Regions from separate parts of the Mus musculus genome. Here region 1 is linked to region 2. A link is a contact called in public promoter capture Hi-C data. All regions are on one chromosome and are shown on one strand. The core of a region is the stretch at or near the end of the contact, and the rest is flanking DNA. Distances in the headings are between cores, read along the strand shown.

Region 1 (6,162 bases), core at 2,025-4,524, 290 kb after region 2:
AGCCATTGCTGCTCTGTTCAGGAATTTTTCCCCTGTGCCCATATCTTCGAGGCTTTCCCCCCACTTTCTCCTCTATACATTTCAGTGTCTCTGGTATTATGTGGAGTTCTTTGATCCACTTAGACTTGAGCTTTTGTACAAGGAGATAAGAATGCATCAATTCGAATTCTTCTACATGATAACTGCCAGTTGTGCCAGCACCATTTGTTGAAAATGCTGTCTTTTTTCCACTGGATGGTTTTATCTCCCTTGTCAAAGATCAAGTGACCATAGGTGTGTGGGTTCATTTCTGGGTCTTCAGTTCTATTCCATTGATCTACCTGTCTGTCGCTGTACCAGTACCATGGAGTTTTTACCACAATTTCTCTGTAGTACAGCTTGAGGTCAGGCATGGTGATTCCCCCAGAGGCTCTTTTATTATTGAGAAGAGTTTTTGCTATCCTAGGTTTTTTGTTATTCCAGATGAATTTGCAAATTGCACTTTCTAACTCAGTGAAGAATTGAGTTGGAATTTTGATGGGGATTGCATTGACTCTGTAGATTGCTTTCAGCAAGATAGCCATTTTGACTATATTAATCCTGCCAATCAATGAGCATGGGAGATCTTTCCATCTTCTAAGATCTTCTTCAATTTCTTTCTTCAGAGACTTGAAGTTCTTGTCATATAGATCTTTGTCTCATGTGAGGCTATGCCAGTGCCTGGCAAATACAGAAGTGGATGCTCACAGTCATCTATAGGATGGAACACAGGGCCCCCAATGGAGGAACTTGAGAAAGTACCCAAGGAGCTGAAGGGGTCTGCAATCCTATAGGTGGAACAACAATATGAATTAATCAGTATCCCCCCCACCCCCCCAGAGCTTGTGTCTCTAGTTGCATATGTAGCAGAAGATGGCCTAGTTGGCCATCAATGGGAGGAGAGGCCCTTGGTCTTGCAAAAATTATATGCCCCAGTAGAGGGGAACACCAGGGCCAAGAAGTGGGAGTGGGTGGGTAGGGGAGCAGGGTGGGGGGAGGGTATAGGGGACTTTCGGGATAACATTTGAAATGTAAATGAATAAAATATCTGATAAAAATTTAAAACAAAACAAAACAGAAAAAATACTATGTAAAGGAGGAAAGTAAAAAAAAAAAAAAAAAAACGAAAACGAAATAAAAATACATTTTTCCTTCATCTCCCATCAAATAATACTAGTATCAGTGCCAGCTCCCAGCCACTTTCTCTCTATAAGTCACCACCTCTGGCATCATGCCTTAGCTTTTCCCTTCAATCTACAATCATGCTTCCTTAATTCAACGATTTAAAAAACTGAAGCTCCTCTTCCTTGGCTCTTACCCAATTGATGCCTTATTGCATGTCTTCATGGTTTCTCTCAGTTCTGCAATCTGTAGATTTAGTCCAAATAATTGTGATCCCCCGAGTTGTTCTTTAGGTATTTGCTGCTCTTCCTAGTTTTGCAATTTATTTGTTACATCTGGGTCATAACATTTCTGTAAATAAGTACTGTGTATACATGGTTTCCCAGCTAAAGTAATTTGCAAATGCTACAGTTCCAGAGTCATAATCGACCACAATAGTACTGGTTTCAGGAAGAGCTGAAGCTCTTTGAATTCCATGTATAGCTTTGTTGATTTCTGTATTCTGTACTTGAGAGAGAGAGAGAGAGAGAGAGAGAGAGAGAGAGAGAGAGAGAGAGAGAGAGAGAGAGAATGAAAGTTCTCCTGGGAGCCAGGTGGAGATACTCAGATAATGAACATTTACCTCAGGCCCTACTCTAGAATTCTGCCATGTCTGGAGAAGTAGGAAAAACAGTAAAGTCCAGAATGGACTAGAAGACTGTAGAAGAAACGTACGGCCAGGTGCTTCCTTTTTAGCTCAGACCTCCATACCCAGCCTCTGCTTCTCCTTTGCTATGTTCATCACAAATTGAAAATATTCCTAACCTCTTATGTTCTAAACACTTTTGTAAAATACATTTTTTAAAAAATTCATTTTTAAAGTTCATTTTAGGGGCTGAGAATAAAACATAGTCTGTGAACTACTTCTTTCAAGAATGAAGAACAGGAGTTAGATCGTGAAGACAGGCAGGCAGGAAGAGAGCCAGTGCCCTGTGTCACCACATCATCTGGAAGCCTTCACTCACCCTCCTAGCACTCTGGGGATGTCTGAGACATCTATCTCCTTCTCTCCCTTGTCCTTTTGTCCCTGGATGTAGGCCAAAGTTTTCCACTTGCTGTGAGCCCACAGTTACTGATGGTCCAGCCTGGATTCAAATAGCAGGTTGATGAACTAGAGCCTGGTATAGGATGGGCTCTGTTTCTCTCACCATACTCATGGGCTTGAGTCCTATGCAAAGTGAGCATGTGCCTTTCCTAGTCTTCCAGCCTCTGCCTCTCCTGCAAAATTATAGCAATAGTGTGTTGCTCTGAAAGCTGTATGAGAATAGGGCATTTAGTTGTCATTAACATGTTTGAAACATTGTAAGTACAACAGATGTTAGTTTTCGTCTTAACTATCACTATCTTTGTCCTTTCTCTGGAAAAACCCACCTTATAGTGAATGTTTTAGTACATCTATAGCAGTCATGCCACACAGAAGCTGCTGTTTACGTATGTATATGGACGTGTGCATTTATTTAAAAGTGAATGTTCATGTTTTGTGTGTGCTGTAAGTGGGATTTGTTTGTTTGTTTTGTGACAGGGTCTCTAACTAGCCTGGAACTTACCAAGTAGACTAGGTTGACTGGCCAATAAGCTGCAAACACCCCCTGCCTGGCACAGACCAGGACCGAGATTATACTCATGTACCACTAAGTTCAGTTTTTTACCTGCATGCTGAGAATCAAATTCAGGCCCTCATGCTTGTGTGACAAGTACTTTCCTAACAAAGCCATCATCTCTAGATGCTGCTTTTGGTCCCCACACAAAGCCTGCTTTGGCACACGCTATCAGGCAGCAGTGGTGGCTTAGAAACAGAAGTCTTACAGGTGTGCCACCGCTTCCCAAGATGATCGCTGAACATTCTTAAAATATTGCCCCGATTAACTAGCACAACTTCCTCATTACACACAGACAGAAACTGGAAGACTGTAGCCCCCGTGCCAGCCACCTCACCCTGACAGTTTACAAAAGTAGCGATCCATCCTCTTGCTTTGTTGAATGACTCCCCCACTTCTAGGTTCCAAATCACATTCTAACATTGAAGAACTGTCAGAGTGCGGTTAGCTATGTTGCCTCATACTGCTTAGGCAGAAGTTGCTCAAGATGTAGCTTTATAAGGGACCAGACAAGAGCAGTGATTGGCAGGGGATGCTGTGAGCTTGAGGGCACTTGCCAGAGGGGCAGAGGAAGGCAGGAGAGGTTGTCTTGGAAGATAAGATTATGTTTCGCCTGAAGACACTTCCATTACTGATCTTCCTCCACACACAGCTTGCCAATGCCTTCCCAGTACCTGAACACCTGGAAGAGAAAAATATAAAAACTGCTGAGGTAAATGGGCTGTCTATCACAGTTGATTTGCCGGTGGTTACAGAATTCTGAGGGTGGCTTTCCCTTCTTAGTCTAGAAGGACAGAAAGAGATTCTTCGCATGGGTTTGCCAAGGCTCAGCATCACTTTCTGAGACTTGAAAGACTCCACGTGGTCAAGGCCTGGCCCTGGAAAATGTAGACATGAAGACAGCTGGGTGTTTTCAAGCCCAAGGAACACTACTGTCAGGCCAGCTGCAGCTGGAGCCTTTTCAGAGAGAATATTTTATTTATAAAATGAACTGAGTTGCCTACCTAATTTTTTCTCTTCCAGTATACCTGTAACCCAGTTGTTCCACGCTCTATAGGCCAGTGCTAGAGTGATAGAATACTTGCTGGTATCCCAACACTAAAAAAATGGTGGGGGCTGTGGGGAGGTCAAATTATGACCTGCCCACCGCTTCCTGTATGGATAGTTTTCTGCAGCCAAAAATACTTTCATATAGAGACGATAGATGGAAATGGGGGGTTATAATTAATTAAAATTAACACATTGTTAATCAGATTTTCCAGGACTGTTTATTAAACTTTGGAAGTTTAGCATCTCTCTTGTTTTATAGTATAAAAAAAGGCCACTTTTTTATGCAAGAGAATGTAATCACCAATTTCTTGTTCATAGTTTTCTTAGTATTGAAATTTCCGGAAAGCATAATTCTTGCTCTTTTCTCGCAATCATTTTTGTGCCTGGCACAGAAGCCCCTAAGTTCGTACTGAGGGTGGGCTGGGTTCACTTTGCAGGTGCCACTCCTCTAAGTATCACAATGACTGTGATGTTGGAGACAAAGAACAGTGCTGGGATTTGCCCACACCTGCCACATCTCAAAGTGCAAGCTCTGCTCTCTGTCACCTCCAAATAACCAGGTAGTCACATACGAAGCACAGTATATATACATAGGCTACACATGGCAAGGTAAAGAGACCTTACCATTGACTGGCATGTCAACACTTGTGAATGAGAGTGGCTTACAAGATCTTATCTTGGTAAATGAAATGCTGCTGTTGCCCCAAACATCTTTTAAATGACCAGTTCTCATTTGAAAGCCATTGCAGTAAGCCAGGACCTGTACTGTCACCTTCCCTTTGGTTCTTGAACCCTCCATTTCTCTGTGAGGGTGATTAAACCCTCTCTCCATTTAGTGAAAGAATTTTTAAGCAGAAAAGTCCTCATTTTTATAACTAACACTTCAACAGATATAAAAACAATAGTTAAAAGCCAGTACTGATTAAAACAAAAGCCATGCTGCGGACTGTATAGTAGCGGACTATATAGTAGAGGACTGTATAGTAGCGGGCTGTATAGTAGTGGACTGTATAGTAGCAGTTGGTGTGTGACTTGGATTCATTCCTCCCCTGTTGTAAGACTTTTGTTTTTTATTCAAAAATCCATGAGATCTCAGGGAATGCAGAGAATGTTCTATGGCGTTGTTCTTTCAAAATCAATCTACAAGTTATTTTAATTAAGTGAATTTCTTTTCGTGAGTGTGGGAGGGAATTGCATGCCACAGTGCACATATGGTAATCAGAACACAGTAAACTTGGAAGAAAGAGTCAGCTCTCTCCTTCTACTGTGTGGGTGGTGAGGTCAATCTTAGCTTGTCAGGCTTGACCCACTGAGCTATCCCTTCCCACAATTTCTGTTATTGTCCCTTGCCTGTCGGGTCCTGGTTTACATTCTGTGGCAACTTAGAAAGAATTGCAAAATGTCCGGAGCAATTTCACAGCAAGTACTCTGGTGTGTTTATTTTGATCAGAATTACCTACGAAAATTCTACAACTTACCAAGCAATCAATTCCGGTCTTCGAGGAATGCCACGATGGTTGCAGAGAAGCTTAAAGAGATGCAGCGCTTCTTCAGCTTAGCAGAGACTGGGAAGTTAGATGCAGCTACAATGGGGATTATGGAAATGCCTCGATGTGGAGTGCCTGACTCTGGTGATTTCTTGCTAACCCCAGGAAGTCCCAAGTGGACACACACTAACCTGACCTACAGGTGACATTCCTAGAGTCTGGGGATTCATCCACTCAGCTAGTGAGTGACAGTCTGTGACACCTCAGACATTGTTGCAGAACTTGGAAGCCACTATAGACCAATGAACAGATATCCTGCCCTTACCAAATTTGGAGGAGTAGAATGTGAGCTGGAAGCTAGCTTGAGGCTGAGAAAGCAGAGAGCCCGGGGTTCTTTCAACCCTACAGCTTACCACGTTGAGTCTCTTCAGCAATCTAAAAAGACTATGCCATCATGAGACTGTCTCTTCTAGTCAGTTACTTTTAAGTACAAAAGAGGCTTAACCATTGCTGAAGAAAACCTAGCCCTGTTCTGTATATCTTGGTAACAGCAGTAATAATACTCACTTTCTGTGTAGTATAATGTTTAACCCACAAACTAACAGCTTACAGTGTATTTAATTTCCTCAGCTACCTATAAGGCAGATCTTACTGTATCATCATCATCTTATGGACAGGGACACCAAGGCTTAAAGACAAGTAGTTACTTGTCCAGACTCCAGTCTGTCTTCAGCCCTGAGACATACACCCCTCCTGATGCTCTGTCCAAGTAGTAGTGCATTACATAAGTAACGTACTCCAAAATAGAGTGACTGTGTAGTTCAAAGGGGTTGCTAATAATAGCAAAC
Region 2 (5,930 bases), core at 2,191-4,690:
TATAAGAGAGCAGGCTGAGCAAGCCAGGTGAGGAAAGCCAGTACAGAACATCCCTCCATGGCCTCTGCATCAGCTCCTGCTTCCTGACCTGCTTGAGTTCCAGTCCTGACTTCCTTTGGTGATGAACAGCAGTATGGAAGTGTAAGCCGAATAAACCCTTTCCTCCCCAACTTGCTTCTTGGTCATGATGTTTGTGCAGGAATAGAAACCCTGACTAAGACAAGGGCTGACACCATCCTTGCACCAGGCTAAAGTAGACATGTCTTGGCAGTTTATAGTTACCATAAAATCTGGACTATAATTTTGTAAAATTAACTAACTAGAACATGTTTATGGCAAAAGCAAATGTTAAGCTTTGTGCATAAAATTGTTAAGATATGTTTTGTTAAGATTTTGAGTTCATTGTCACCTTTCTGGGATTAATGAATAAAAATAAATTATGAATCTCAACAATCCAAATTGTCTGAAAATGTTTCTTTTTGGAATTGAAATGGAAGCAGGGCAATCATAAGGCCAACCTCAGCTCCATAGTGAGTTTGAGGACAACCTGGACCACATAAGACCCAAGCAATTCAACTAACCAAGCAACTGAACAACTGACGTTGTAATCCCATTCCACAGGGTTATGGAAAAAAGAAAATAAAACACGAACAAAGAAATGTTCATAGAGTGTTCCTAAAGGAAAAATCATGTGTTTGTAAAGTCAAGTCACTTATTTTGTAGAAATAAGGTTTTTATGTACATTGTCAACACAGGCAGTGCATAATTCTAATGGGAGTCAAACACTTCACATAAGAAATCCATTGATTTACAGCTTTTTCATAATTTTAATCAAACTCAAATAGGGAAACATTGTGTTTTTTACTAAAGTTGTTTATCATTAATTTTGTTTCTCTCTAGCTTTGAACTTAAGAATTCTTGGCAAAATATATTTGAAAAAAAGCCCAATATGACCTTGGTCAGAGTCAGCAGGAAGTGTTCATTCCTAATTTCATCCTAATGTTTTCTCATTCTATAGGTTTTCAAATTTCCCAGTGATTTCAGCAACCTTTGCCAGAACAGTTTCAAACGCCAACTCAGCTCCCTGTTGTAAAGTGGATCGTTTGAAACCATGCATGCCATTTCTGCAGTGATGAGCAGGAGGTCTGGCTTTCATGACTACACTTAGCAGCCTGAGATAAAGACTTGTGTTGACAAGAGTTTGCTAACACTTCATTGTGATGACACATCCTGTCAGCTGTCTGCAATCACTTCTCCAAGAACAATGCCCCACCCACTCTTGGGCATTCTCTTAAGGAATAGCTGTCTATTTTAATCTTCTGATTACTCTTTCTCTATTTCTGTTTAAAATGGCAGAACTCGTGCTAACATTAACTGTTTGTGATTTTGCCTGTGCTCTTTATTGTTCTTGAATGGAAGAATAAATTACTAAAACATGAAAGAAATTTGAAAATACGCATTAGAGTTGAGAAGTAGTGATGTTTATTGTTGTTTTTCATTAAAGTATTTCTTCTGCAGAGAGCTTATGTTGTAATGATCCAACATGGTGCTTCACAATATAATCATGGTCTTTAGGAAGCTGAAAGGAGAACTGTGTACTCTATCCACTGTATATCAAATAAATCAATCTGAAGGATGTGTGGCACAATGGTTTGAGTGACTTCAAGGTCCTGGGATACATAGGGAGTTCTAAGCTTCCTGGACTACAGTTTAAGGCCCTATACATTGGGCCCTGATATGAGCCCTATGCACAGTATCTGCTTTTGTTTTTGTAGGAATTAAATGAGATAATGCCTTTTAAACCTGACTGGGAGTGATGGCTCAAAACACAGTCCTAATTTTACCCATAGTCCCTAGTCCTAACCATTGGAGTGGCTGCATTCCAACAGAGCCCAGATACAGGTGCTTGGACATGTAGGAAATTCACACAGGTCTCCACAGCCATCTAAAGGTTATGCCAGGATGTTAAAATTCCAGCTTAGGACTCTGCCACATCACCTCCAATAAGATCTGTGTGACAAGTTCCACAAACTGAGGCGATTGACCTCAAAAGGGGGAGGCCTCTTGGAACTGGTTGTGGAACTCTTTGCCAGAGAAAAATGATTGAGCTGTAGTTCTCATGGCAATCTATCTGTTTTGCTTTCTCTTATTCCTTTTCTTATTTACATGTTCCTGGTAGCCTAGGCCAAGATCTTAATTGAGAATAATGGGTAAGAAACCACTCCTAGAGATGGGGCCACTAAGATGACCTTATCCCCAGGGAAACCAACGCTTTACTTTCCAAATCATTTACAAAACTATTATGATAAAAATTTTCCCAACAATAAAATTTCATATGACTACACATGTGTCATTGGAGGTAGATTTTGAGATATGGTAAAGAAAGCCTTAATTAGAAAGAATTAAAATAGTTCAAATTTATACATTGAAGATTACAAAAAGACAGGCACTAGATGTTAAATAATAATTGACCATGGGGCTAGAAAGTTAGTTCAGCCCATTAAAGATCTATTAACCTGCTCCTGGAAATATACCACTAGCCTTGGACGACAGCTCCCACTGAATACATTCTTTTAGAATTGTTATATTTTGATGATTTATAATGATGTTACCAGTTCTGTTTGTGATTCACTGAATACATAGTTTCAGAGTTGTAATGCTTGGATGATTTTTGTGCTTTACTGTGTCAGATGACTTTTGTTGGTATTTGTGATTGTTTCACTGGATACAGTTTCTAAGAAATGTAATGTTCAGTTTTTAATGTATAAAACCCCCTGCTTGAGAGCTGCAGAATACACTCAGATTCAAACTGCCTCTGTGTTTGTTTCTGTTTGTCACCACTGAATCCTTACCCACCTCGCTTCAAGGACCCTCATTCCAGGGACCCCCATACCCGACTGCGGTGGTCTGTGGCAGGACTCAATCATCTACAGTGTCTTAAAGACCTCAAGCTTGGTTCTTATACATTTCTGAGGCCTTCAAGGAAATACAGCAAGGATTCTCACTGTTGCTGCTCAAGACAGAATAGAGTTGAGAACTCATCAACCTATAACCATTTTGTGGACAGAACTTTGTCTTTCCTTACAGGAACAAACATTTTACTTTGCTATTATTATTACCTGAAAAACTCAGAGTAGCTGTTTTCCCTACAAAAGGAAGACAACATTTTTGTCCAGTGAAGTGAAAAATATACTAGCTGCTGCTTCTCCCCACTATATCCATGAAAATGCTGAGGCTGTTTATTTTGCCAGATGAGTTTTGATATTCCCCCACTGAAAGTAGAGATGCCTTCATTTTCCATTTCCCTCAGATTCTGCCACAAACCACACTTAGGAAGAAAAAAAAATACCATGTAAGCATGTTTACCTTCGCCTCACTAGGAAGTTAACACACACCCCAAAGTGGTGACTCATCACTATCATGCTATAAAATAGAAGATGCTTGCCCTGGGAAGGAGAGACTCCAGGCACTGCTGGGCACCATGCATTCAGCTATCCTGGCCACCTTCTTCTTGTTGAGCTGGACTCCCTGTTGGTCCCTGCCCCTTCCCTATGGTGATGATGATGATGATGACCTGTCTGAGGAAGACCTTGTGTTTGCAGAGGTACTGTATTCTGCCAAGGATGGCACTGTAGTGCATTTCTCAAATCCCTATTCTCTTAAAAGCTGGTTATTTTGGTCTCTTTTCTAGCACTACTTGAAATCATACTACCATCCTGCGACTCTTGCGGGAATCCTGAAGAAGTCTACAGTGACCTCCACAGTTGACAGGCTCCGAGAAATGCAATCTTTCTTTGGCTTAGAGGTGACTGGCAAACTTGATGATCCCACCTTAGACATCATGAGAAAACCAAGATGTGGAGTGCCTGATGTGGGTGAATACAATGTTTTCCCTAGAACACTCAAATGGTCCCAAACGAACTTAACTTACAGGTAAAGCAGAGGCTCTGTCCCTCACATATGTTACTTTTTTCTTCTACGTGTCTGACGTTAAGTAGGCCTGGAGTAGTTAATTGGAGGTTCGGTTCAGAATTAGCTTTAATACAAGGTTAAGAAGCACAGAAGTAACTTATATTTAATATCTGATTGCATTTTTCTGCAAAATTAAAAAGTTTATATTACACGTATTTCTAAATGAGTTCTGTAAGTCAACATAAAAAACTAATAAATTAGTAAGACCTATTATCTCAATGCTAGCCCCAACATTATTTTTGGTGAGTGTCTCAAGATATTTCTTGTAGAAATGAAACCACAAGTCAGGGAAGAAATTTAAAAAATTTTTGCTGTATTTATGATGATGTTCCTGAAGATGGAGGGTTCCACTCTTTCCTCAGACCCTACAGTGCCAGATTTTAGCTGCCAACAAATTTATATTTAATATGTTAAATTTAAGGTGCCAAGGTATTTATTTATTTGACAGTGATTAAATATTAGACAGAACTCTTGAATTTAATTCTTTTAAAGCACCTATTATATCTAATGGAAACTTTAAAGCAGCCATTTCAAGTTGAAAAGCAATATTCTAAGAAAGTATATTTGCTTTTTTTGTTCTATGTTGTTTGTTTGTTTAATGTATTTATTTAATGTACAAGTGTTCTGCTGCATATACAGCCACCTGCCTGAAGAGGATATCAGATCTCCCTATAGCCCTATGAATGATTGTGAGCCACCTTGTGATTGCTAGGAAATGAACTCGGGACCTCTGGGAGAGCAGCCAGTGCTCTTAGCCACTGAGCCATCTCACCAGTCCCTAAGAGAGTATGTTTTACAAACAGTTTTAACCTTTCAAAATTTAGCTGACATTTTCTATGTTGAATAGGATTGTGAACTATACTCCTGATATGTCCCATTCTGAAGTGGAGAAGGCCTTCAGAAAAGCCTTCAAGGTCTGGTCTGATGTGACACCACTGAATTTCACCAGAATCTATGATGGCACTGCTGACATCATGATATCTTTTGGGACTAAAGGTAAGGGTGTGGAGTTATTTAGACACATGCTCATACACTAATCCTTCCTTGCTTTCATTTTTTTTTATTCCTTTCACCAGTCATTTACCAATTTCAAAGCATTTGAAAAAGCTGCCAAGTCAGGCACAGTATATATAATGGGACTCTAACTCTTGCTGTCTGCATAGAACATGGTGACTTCTACCCATTTGATGGACCTTCTGGTCTTCTGGCACACGCTTTTCCTCCTGGACCAAACTATGGTGGGGATGCCCATTTTGATGATGATGAAACCTGGACAAGCAGTTCCAAAGGTAATCTTCCTTGTAAAGACTTAGCTCATGTTACTGGATATAGTCTCACTGACACAGTTAGAAAGCATACAAGCAAATCGTGTTTAGCATTTGATTATGCTTTCTAAAATAACAAAAGTATATTTTGTGCTAATTGGTGCCACACCAAACTTTTTTTGTACAAATCATTAAATATGAATAAATTATATGATATTTCTTGCTATGACCTCAAGAATATTCTTTTTGAAATGGGGTCAAACATCTTCTCTTTTAGGCATGGTTCTGTTTCTTTCTTTGGTTTATAGTTTTGCTGTTTAAAGAAATATAGTTTTTTATAAATCTATCTCTAAAAACTATCATGGCTGGTGCTATGGTCCACAACTATATTGGATGTTATTTGAAATAGACTTTTTTTTTTTGGCTGAAATATTAATGGCATAGGCTAGTTAAACTTCTATACCTCATTAGGCACGTTACTTGTCTCAGACTTTCCTACAGCATTCATTCATTCATTCATTCATTTATTTATTTACTTACTTACTTTTTTTTTGGTTTTTGGTTTTTGTTTTTGTTTTTTTGAGACAGGGTTTCTCTGTATAGCCTTGGCTGTCTTGGAACTCACTCTGTAGATCAGGCTAGCCTCGAACTCAGAAATCTTCCTCTCCCTCTCAAGTGCTGGGATTAAAGGCA

Evidence for each region. Promoter capture Hi-C pulls out the DNA fragments that hold promoters and counts their contacts.
Region 1: a contact with region 2 is called in a promoter capture Hi-C map of pre-B cells. The contact joins the promoter of Mmp8 here to the promoter of Mmp13 in region 2. A contact is called at or near these places in 12 of 39 promoter capture datasets (the C10 cell line, cranial neural crest, embryonic stem cells and 5 more), 1 of 15 datasets of contacts at CTCF or cohesin (the NIH/3T3 cell line), 2 of 484 Hi-C or Micro-C datasets (adipose-derived mesenchymal stem cells and bone marrow-derived macrophages), 1 of 115 datasets of contacts at active chromatin or transcription factors (acute myeloid leukemia) and 3 of 9 other capture datasets (adipose tissue, liver and macrophages).

Annotation. Positions count from the first base shown.
Region 1 is chr9:7,555,155-7,561,316 of GRCm38.p6, forward strand. Mmp8 (matrix metallopeptidase 8) reads left to right here and starts at 3,275. Exons shown (of 10, transcript NM_008611.4): 1 at 3,275-3,489; 2 at 5,278-5,516. The coding sequence starts at 3,382. It overlaps Gm31751 (a long non-coding RNA gene), which reads right to left. Exons shown (of 4, transcript XR_379096.3): 4 at 2,018-3,459.
Region 2 is chr9:7,269,074-7,275,003 of GRCm38.p6, forward strand. It overlaps Mmp13 (matrix metallopeptidase 13), which reads left to right and starts at 3,441. Exons shown (of 10, transcript NM_008607.2): 1 at 3,441-3,604; 2 at 3,692-3,933; 3 at 4,820-4,968; 4 at 5,136-5,261. The coding sequence starts at 3,482. It overlaps Gm31639 (a long non-coding RNA gene), which reads left to right. Exons shown (of 5, transcript XR_379095.2): 5 at 1,019-2,435.